2 separate regions of the Gossypium hirsutum genome follow, and region 2 is linked to region 1. A link is a contact called in public Hi-C data. All regions are on one chromosome and are shown on one strand. The core of a region is the stretch at or near the end of the contact, and the rest is flanking DNA. Distances in the headings are between cores, read along the strand shown. Region 1 holds the start of LOC107955142. Region 2 has its middle 27 kb from the start of LOC107955147.

What was found. A called contact is a pair of places that touch in the nucleus more often than the background predicts.
Region 2: a Hi-C map of leaf shows a contact between it and region 1, with 2.6 times the contacts expected there. The contact joins the enhancer-like site here to the promoter of LOC107955142 in region 1. A contact is called at or near these places in 6 of 34 Hi-C or Micro-C datasets (callus, hypocotyl, leaf and 1 more).

The regions. Positions count from the first base shown.
Region 1 is chrD04:12,306,088-12,311,514 of Gossypium_hirsutum_v2.1, forward strand. LOC107955142 reads left to right here and starts at 2,465. Exons shown (of 6, transcript XM_016890869.2): 1 at 2,465-2,977; 2 at 3,571-3,655; 3 at 3,940-4,112; 4 at 4,232-4,307; 5 at 4,412-4,474; 6 at 4,607-4,865. The coding sequence starts at 2,819. The coding sequence ends at 4,428.
Region 2 is chrD04:12,412,067-12,417,493 of Gossypium_hirsutum_v2.1, forward strand. No RefSeq gene overlaps it. Among protein-coding and RNA genes, the nearest start is that of LOC107955147, 27 kb to the left of the region's middle. Within about 2 kb of position 2,390, at least 2 of the 9 cell types and tissues checked have an H3K27ac peak or open chromatin away from gene starts, as enhancers often do. A contact at or near this core is called in leaf, where this site is marked.

The sequences.
Region 1 (5,427 bases), core at 1,215-3,714:
CACAAACCACACAAATTGGTTTTTCGGGGAATTTCTTTTTCTAAAAAAAAAATCAGTTTCTTTTAACTACACTACATGACAACATAACAAATTTAATAAAACAGAACCTCTGTAGGACTGCTTATGTGATTTTCTGTAAATTCACAAAATTGTAGCATTTCATTCTTACATATAAAAAGAGAAAGTAAGGCTTATCTGGGAAATGATGTGAGCCCAGTGTCTGACGGTTCAATTTAGTTGCATGTAGGAACTAATGACAGGTTCAATGATAACCCTCAATGGCGTTGAAGGGTGATGATGCCAGATATCGAATAGTGATGGATTTTGGAAAATTTCTAACAAGCTTGGCAAGTTGTCTTCAAATCCAACTGAATCAAGGTTTCATAGGGTGTAGAACCCACCAATTGAGAGATTTCAGATTGAGGTACCTCTGTAATATGAAGGTCACGTTTTCATTCCATGCTCACCTCACCTATTGTTGATACATGGTGTCAATAGAAGTGGAGAAGGAGGTGGTCGGTGTTTTTATGAAGAAGTAGAGAGGAAAAAGATAATCCAATTTTGTCTGGAATCCCCTCGAATGGAGCATCTTGGAGTTATTTAAACCATGAGTTATCCATGGATTTTCAGGTCAAGTCATCGGGTTGAATCCAAATCGAGTTATTACATATTTTATTATAATTGTATAACATATTTAAAAATATATATAAAATTTAGTGATGAAATTATAACTTTTCTAATTAAAATAAAACTTTTTGAAAATTTAAGAGGTAAATATTTTAATTTATCTTCTTTTAATTTCAAATTAATAATACCATGTGAATAATACTATTTGGTATGTTGAAATGCATGGTAATACAACCTATCATCCACCATGATAATACTACATCACATAATTATTGGTCTCGGGCGGTTGGGTGCCTAAATTTTTATGTTTACAATGTTAATGCTTAAGTTAATAATTTTTACGATTGGTGAGTGATTGTTAAAATATTATTTGTATACTTTATTCATAACATTTGATAAAAAATCATAACTAAAAATATATTTTATATATGATAAATAATTTACAAGATAAATTTTGAGATATAAGTTCTTTTAGGAACACAAATTAAATTTCGGCTATATATGTCCTCTTTTTTTCTTCCATAAAATTGTATAACAAAAGAATATTTTAAGTGGGATTCATTTGAATTTAATAAAGATAGCTTTATACAACTTGTACTATATATTAAATTTTTGATTGAGTTGTTATTATGAGTTAATCGAGAATCAACTCAATTAATAATTATTAAAATACAATTACTTTATAAAATAAATTATATTATTTAATGATGTTTTTATTTTTTATATTTTTTATATAAATATTATACACCCAATAAGATTTGACTTAAGACACTATATTTTTCAACATATTTATTTTACCATTTCAACAAAAGACTCAATTGTTTTATATATTATTTTTATAATATATTTATTACATATATTATTAATATCCTCAGTATAAAGATTGAAGGTAATTTAGGAATCATATTAAAAAATTAATCATATATTCTTAATGATCGTTATTGCAAGGAAGCCGGGCTGGCTCTAAAAGAAGTTTACAAAGTGTTGTAGATAAAGTGGTACTTTCATTACCCACAATTGCCATATAAGAGTATGAGCTCAAATCTCGTTAAGAGCAAATGTTGGCATTTCCTCGTGAATGGAGGCACTCTCACTCCATGAACCCTCTGAGGCTCTTAGTAGAGTCGGGAGACAAAACTTGAATAAAATTGGGCATAGATACCTCAGGTCCAAACCGACCTGTTGAGAGGTTTATTGACTCCGGACAAATGACACTTCACAGATTTTTTTCGGAAGCTCGACTTCCCCTCAACAATGTAATCTATTAACATAATACAATATATATTTGTTTATTTTTACAATGACTTATATTTTTTTTGTTCAAATGAGAATGTATAATTAATTGTAACATTAGTACAAAAAAAAATACTAAAGATCTTAAAAACATTTGATAGCTTAAGAGAAATAACAACAGTTGCAGACTTGACATAAAAATCAAACCATACCAAAAAGGAGCAAACAATTTATATTATATCTAATAATTTTATAAAGAAATAATTATGTACAGATAATACGTATATTTGAGTCATATTCTTTATTAAAAAAAAAAAGAAGTACCCAAGGAGACACGTGGCAAACAAGGGTTGGAATTGAATCAAATGAGATGTCCAACTTGTGTTTGGTGTTTGAATGATACATGCATAGCCATTTGTCAAAAAACCAGACATAAAAAATGAACGAATTCACATGGGTTTTCCTTTTCTAGGCTTTAGCAAAAATACCCTTTGTCTAATTCTCTTTCGATCTTCAAAATGGGATTGAACAAAAGGAGCTCAAACAGTGAAAACCCCCTTTTCTTGGGCTTATAAATAGGCTTGGATCCTTTGCCAACCAACAAACATATCTCTACATCTGCACTGCAAACTCTTCACGTGTTTCTCAGCTTTCTCTGTCCCTCTCTTTTGCTTTCCTTCTCTTACCTCCTTCCTACCTCTCTTGCACTCTTCTTTACTTTTATCTCTTTGGTTTGTTTCTTTTGTTTTGTGAGAAAAAAGAAAATCTTATCCACTGGCCTGACATTGCCAGCCACCTTTTTGTCTTTGTCTTTCTTGTTCGGTCTCGTTCTTTGAGGGTTGTTTATTGTTTTAAGATATATATATCTCAAAGAGTAGTTTTGTTCGTTGGTTGACAAAGAAAGATAGTTTTTTTAAACCCCAAAAAGGAAAAAAAAAAGTTTACTTATTTTTCTGGTATGGAAAACAAAAGGCAAGTGAGTGGCTCTTCATCATCATCATCATCATCATCTTCATCGTCTGTTTCTTTGGATCATCTCTTTGGTCCAAAGGACTCTTCTTCTTCATCAACTACCACAACTGGGCTTTTTGGGACTATTTTTCCCCCTCCATCAGTGGTAAACCCTTTTGCTCTGCATTTTCTATCCATAAAATGATACAGCTTTGTTGATTTTGACGAAAAAAGAAATACCCTTTTACTCATTAGTTACCTATTTACTTGCAGACATGTGAAATTATGATACTGGGGGATAATATACTTTGATTGGAAGTAACTGAGAAGTTGATATATTTAGGATAAAGCTGGTTTAATTGTATTTAGGGTTTGTATATTTCTTTTTCTAACATTATGGATTTATATATTTCAAGTGAATGATTCTTTAAAAAAGATGCAAAGAGATGCTTTATATAATACACTAAAATTCTATACATCATGTGCTTGGATATATTCACTAAGTGGATAGATGCTAGCTAGTGGGGTTTACCGGTCAATTTTTCTTTGTAACATCTTAAATTTGCAAAGTTAATATGTATATTCCAATGCTAGCTAGTGGTGGGCGAAAAGTTGGCTTTGGACTTTGCATTAATGGAATTATTGGTGACCTCTGGCTATGTATGGCTTGTTTTAATTGTGGTTATCCATTTTTGTTCTAATTTTTATAGGTTTTTAATGGTGAATAGATCTAAATTGTTCTCTCTTTTCTGATTTCAGGTGCTGGGGAGGGACTCAACTCACTCCGGAATTAGAGGTTCATGGAATACTCAGGGTTTGCCCCATCATGCCAGATATGGAACAGGTTTTTTTGTTGCCTTCTTGTATTAATTTTTAGCATTTCTCCTTGCATTTTTCTCCTAGTTTTCTTCTGTTTGACATATTTGGATATATATATATATGTGCGCGCTTGACACGTATCTGAATACGAGGATATGATATATAAAAAAATTAAACATGTAGATTAATTATGTTAGTTATAATAAAACTTCATGTGGGATCTTAATGAGAATAGTTAAGTTTGGTTTATAGTCAAGCAAGAAACAAAAATGAGAGATGAGAATGTTGCTCATGCATGTTTTGTTTCAGATCATAACACTGATTATAGCAAGGGACAAAGCAGCAGCACAAGGAATAAAGACAAGAGTTCATCCGTTTATCACAATGAAACAGTGGAACCTAGCTATCTCAGCTCATCTATTTACTATGGAGGCCAAGAAAACTATTCTCCAAGGAAGAAAACCACTGAGTCTCCCCCCTATGTAAGTATATAACATATGCATTACAATATTCCTTAAGGTGTATTAGGAGGGATCTCTGTACATTTTAAATTGATAATTAGGAGGGATTTCTCATTTTCTTGTATCATCTGTTTTGACAGTTTCAAAAAGATGGGGGAGATGATGATCTCAATGGAAACAATTCTAATGGTGCTTCAAGAGGAAATTGGTGGCAGGGTATGAAGAAGCATTAGCTTTAGGGTGATAAATGAATAATTACTCTTCACTTCCCGTACAAGTAATTGGATAATCTTTAAACAACTCTTCTTTGTTTGGTGCAGGCTCACTTTATTACTAACATCTTAATCCTAAATAATCCAAGTTTCCTATCCCAAAACTGTAAGGTGTGTATGTATATATATATGTATAATACTCTGCTGGCATAATATTACTTCATGTAGTACATGAATGAGACTGCTTTGTATTTTCCTTTGAATCCAACTGATTTGAATGATGTAAATGGATTTACTTTGCAGGAAGTAGGGCTGGTTGTATGATCAAAACCTTATTACTGCTATGAACAATAAGCTGGTAGATATAGCCTAGCATTGCAGTAGAACCATATATATATATATATATATAGCTTAGGACATAGTGGAAGAATATTAGGTTCTTTTTGTCTCAACTCTCCCACTTGAACAAGTCTCATCCTGTAAGCTTATGTATTTATAGCAGTCAGTTTGTGAAATCTTGTATTTTATTTCTTTTCAATATATATAATCTATTTTCTATGAACTCCATTTTAACTATGGACCAAAATATCTTTCCAAAATATTTAATTTAAAAATTAAATAAATACCTGTAATATTAAATTTAAAAGTTTAAAATAATTTTTATATATTTTAAGATATTTTGTAGACTTCACAAGTAGAGTTGAGATTTTGACATGGGTTCTTAATTCGTGTTTAAAATTCTTTTTTAAAATAAATAAAACATGTGACAAAATCTCAACTTAATTGTGGAATAAAAACTTTCTACCAACCAGTATGTACCAAACAATTACCTATAAAGCAATATTTTTAAAGTAATTATATTTTTTAAAATAAGAGAGAAGTAAATATATGAGATAAATCACAAAACAACAAATGAATTTTAGTTTAATTTATAATTTTATACATTAAATTTTGATTTGATTTAATTCTTACAAACTATTAACACGGTTACCGATTTAATATCATTTTATGTTTATATATTACATATGTAAATAATTATATTTATCCAATATAAAAATAAATTGATATAATTATTTCTTTAAAGGTGTATGATTGAATCAAAATTAAAATTTTATGTATACATT
Region 2 (5,427 bases), core at 1,140-3,639, 110 kb after region 1:
TACTATTTGTTCAAAGTTTTTCATACTTACCATTTTTTAGAGTTAGCCTTACATATCATTCTTTCAGGGTTTGTCATACTTGTCATTTCTCTCTTTCAAGGTCTGTGACAAAAGCGTTTCCTTTAGATGATTTCCATAAGGGCCTTCCTTTAAAAGGCGCCATGAAGGCGTTCCTTTCCATAGATCGTTACAAAGGTTTCCATTTCATAGATTGCTACAAACGCTTCCATTTTATGTTGTGTTCACGATAGGGATTCGCTTAGACTCACATTATGTGAGGTTTGCCCCTAATTGTCTTGGATCACGTAGAGAACTCCATTAGGTGATAACCTTCATTTAGTTCTTTCCATATGATGCCATAACCTACCAGTTATGGTCTTATACAATATGGTCTTTCCATATGACGCCATAGCCCACCAGCTATGGTCTTACACAGTATTGTTCCATGGACTTTTCCTTTCAAAGAATCGTGTTTAAAGTCTCAACAGACTCTTTTAGATGACTCCGTTGAGACAGACAAAAACTCACTTAACAATTATTTCATGCTTTGATTCCATACATAAGTTAACATACATTTCATTTCATATCATCTCATGCATTCCAAAAGTACTCATATAGTTTCATTTCATCATTAGAACAACTGTCTCATGCTTAACCTATCAGTTTCTTCATGAACTATACATGCACGACTCATTTAGCGTTCACAATCTGGCCATTTTCTATAGAAACATCACAATTAATACCTTACATGTGAAAGTTAACTTAGGGATTCACCTGTCAAGAATGTATAGTAGGTTGAGCTCTAGATCCAAGATCCTTTTAGGAGTTACAGTAACCACTGCCTCTTAAAACAAAAGAACACCATAAAAATTCATTCGGATAACTTTTCCATCATCTTAAATACAAATAACCTATAAACAAAGCCTTACTTTTTTAGGCATTCATGTAGATCTACTTTTCAGAGTCATAAAACTCACCTCGACATGGACAAATTTATAGAAGAATCTAGAGGTTAGGATCTAGCTTAAAGAAAAATGCTTCTCCTTTCCTCCAGCCATAGGTTTTAATATTTCTAAAAGAGAAGAGAACTCCCTTTATTTCAACTTGAAGACCTATTAAAATAGTCCAAAGTCTTTATTGGAACTTGATAAATGTCACATCACCACTGACTTATCTTATCAAGGGTCTACAAATTCTGAGGAAACTAATTCTGTACTTTCCCTTTCTCTTTTAAATATCATGGTTCTCGTTCGGTTAGTTCCTAACCAACTTACGTTATAACTTAAATTGTACAGTATCATGGGGAAAATGGTATACTACTTCTAACGTGGGCTTATACCTTCAGTATCTATTTACCTGACCACATTATTCTTCTATCAATTCACAATTATCTAGCGTGGAACTCTTAACATCTTGAACATACAATTGTGTCTGCCCCCATAATGCTTCAAAAAGAGCACTTGGGCAGTTACAAATTCGCCAATTGTACTTTTCAAAGGCTACGCAGGACTTTGTGCCAGCAAGAACTGAGGCGTTATAGGCTTGCTCAAAGAATTCTTATACTTATTCAACTTCTTATACTTTACACACACTCAAAACTTACTATTTATGCCTTCCTTCCATAAACATCGTTTGAACACTAGGGTTTCATCGGGTAGGATGCTGCATAATAAGCTAGCGGACATATATAATTAGGGCTCAAATAATTTATAATTAAATTTTAATTTTTCACCTATTAATTATAAACTTACTTAGTAATAAATTCATTCCATTATAATATCGTGATTGAGCTCTCCCCAGTTACATACCATTACAAAAGCTACTCAATAAGTGCTCATCCAATGACCTTGTCATAAGTGTGTTACCCTCATAAGATATCATTAATCTCTTTGGGATAAATTCATTCTCCCAATATGATCCTATTTTATCTCATAGTAGCCATTTATAGTTTACCCAAAAGTAGTTGTAATCATTTAAATTTGTCACAAGTACTTACAATTGTAATTTTATAAATATTATCACAAAAAATAAATAATTGTACCAACTTAACAATAATTACAAATGCAATAGTCTTAATTAGTATAGAGTGATAATTAAAAATTTTGTTAAACACTCATTTGACACGAATTCAAACCATGTTATCCTTATCTCCATCCGTATAATATATAAAAGAAAACATGTTAGGCCTTTAAATTTAAATCTTGTAAATTATAAAGACTAAATTTATAACTTTACTGACTATTTCCTTTTCAACCACAACTGCGTTTTTCTTGTAGTTAAAACCCAGGTGATAGCATGGGCTAGCTAATAGCAACCAACCATTCTTGTGGGTAGTTAGGCCTGGACCAATCCATGGTTTAGAATGGCTTCAACCACTGCTAAATGGTTTCTGGAAACATTGAGTGGTAGCCTAGGAGGGTACATATGGTTTAATGGGCTCCTCAAGACAAGCCTTAGCTCATCCAGCTTGGTAGCTTTTTGGACTCACAAATCACAAGTCCCGCCTTTAACTTGGAATGCTACACCAACACAATAAATACAAATAAATTTAGAAAAAAAAAGAAAGATAATACAAATATGAAAGAAATTATATGAAAACCATAAATTTTATATAAAGAAAATATCTTTTTTGAAAATTTATATAAATATAACATTTTAAACATGATTATAATATACAAATTAATATGCACCATGTTCTATATTATTATAATTTGAGAGTACAAGTGAAAGGGGTCATAATTAAGGACGGAACCAAGATAAAATATCAAGGAGTGGCCAAGCATAGTAGTTTGTACTATTTTAATACTAAATAATTTAAGTTTTATTCTGATAAAAAATTTTGATTTGATTAATACAACTTGTATTGATGCGTATCAATTCGTACTATTTGATATAGGATTTTAATATTTTATTTTTAAATATTTTTAAATATTTTATAAGTTTGGATAAAAAAGAATTATAAATAACCCTAAAATATATGTAAAAATTAAATAATATCCCTATGAATTAATTGAACAGCACACAATCTTATGAGAATCACCAACCACACTACTGATTTTCACAATCACAAACAAAAGAAAGAAGAGTAATTTTAAAATATACAAAAAATTGTTGAGGTATACCTTTTTGTGAAGAAAAGTTCCAAATCTCTTGAACCAATCTTTAGAAATTGCTAAATATATTGCTTTAATATCATGAAAAATTAATTTCTTTTTAGAAACATATTTGAAATAATTTAAAAATAAGAAAAAAAAAACTCTAAACTTACAAACCCAAAAGAAAAAAAAACTCACAAACTTACGGTATGAAAATTTAACAACAAAATGGTGTGATGTGAATAGTGAATTAGTGGTTTGTTAAAAGATAGCTAAAAAATTATTGAACACAATTCAATCATCAGATTTCATGTTTCATTCATGTAGATCACATATGTTAAGTTTGGAGTAAATTAAATATTTAATTATTTGTTTTATGTAAAAATTTTGAAACTTTGAATATATATTAATATAAACATTATTTTAGATCGATATGATAAAGATATCAGATTGATTCAAATATTTACAAGTATGACAAATACAATTATATTGATAAATTCAATAATTGGATTGTTAAAATATTAGTTATAATAAAAGTTACAAAGTGCATCCCTCCCTTTTATATATATATATCCGTGAATAAGCACTTGCTCTTAACAATTAAGTAAAAGACACTTACCCCTATCAAGTTTAATGTAAAATTATCCCTATAGTTTCAAGAATATCTACTTATCTCTCTCAAGTTTGAAAAAAAATCCCACAAACCCCTTTAAAATCTATTTACTAAGCAAACCTTAAATAAAAAAAGACAATTATCTCTTTTTATTATTCATCAATTCATTTTCTATTTGATTTATTCATTTCTCTTTTAATTAAAAAATAACGAAATTTTAATTACATATGAAATCCTACAAAATGAAATATATTTGACTTCTTTCATTAAAAAATTATATTCAACTTCAACTAAAAGTAAATATTTTAAATTTATATTTAATTTAATTATATATTAATCTTGATACATTCATTAAATTATTTTATGTAAAATTAATTAGTTACCATTATTAAAAAAAATTTCATGGAAATTTTATTAAAATATAAAAGTAAAAAATTATCTCAAGATTAATATTATAATTAAATAATTAACATGTATTTGTATAGAAAAATCATTAAATAAGAAACAAACCGTAAAAGAGATGACAATAAAATAAAATAAAATTATAACTTTTATCTCAAGTGATAGTCTAGTTACCTATAAGTGTCTTATAGCATATTGGGCACATATTTATATCCCACCAAGAGTAAATGTTGAGATTTCTTTAGTGGGTGACCATGTATATCCGCGTGGTTCATTTTATTAAGCACCCAACAAAGCGTCCTCACACTATGAACCTTCTACCTCTTTAGGCACCTATGCTTTCATTAGAGTCAAAAGAAAAAAAAAACCCACCAAAGATATTATCAACAAGTTGAAGGGTTCATTGGCTCCCGATGGACAAAACTTTGCAGACTTCTGACAATGGAATCAACTTCCCTCAACAAGGCCTTAGCTTAATTGGATGGTTAAGGTCTTGGGAACTTTAAGATCCCAAGTTCAAGTCCCACTCTTTGTAAACCATGTGTGGGTTCTTAACCTATATTTATTATGGTTTATGTTTTACTATACGTGGATTTTGTATAGATTATGTTGGTAGTTTTGATATATTCTGATTATTAGTTTGATTGTGCTTTTTATTGATTAATATGATTATTTGAATGTATTCTTTGTAATTGTTATTGTGGCTATAAATATAACTTCAAAAAAAAAAAACTTGCATATATATTAATTGAACAATGCATTATTTTAACATTTGATTATATTAGAATATAGTACAAATAATAATTAAAATGATTTCATAATTAATTAAATATTTATTATTTTTAATTAAAAGTATTAAACATAAAAAATTCAAAATAACAAAAAATAGAATAATAAATAACTAATAAAGGGTAGAGTTATCCTTTAATTTAAAATTCATTTAATAAGAGGAGGCTAGTGGATTTTTCATCCAATCTTAGGAGATAGGTGAGTATTTTAAAAATCACAAGGTAAAATTTAATCATAGAGAGGTTTCGAATGCTTTTCTCTTAACAATTTGCTATTTTTTGTTTCATTCAAACTAGAAATTCTATCACATGTGTATACATGTGAAAACCACGTATTTAGAATATAAGTACAAGTTTAAAAATAATATAAAATAAACAATAAAATGTAAGGTTTGAAATTCATAAAAAAATACAATATGTATGAAATTGAAATAAAAATAGTTTAAAGTGTCAAAAAAGAAGAAGGAAATTTAAATAGGTAATACATCATATTAAGACTATTAATTAAACCCCAACTGTTTATCACAGT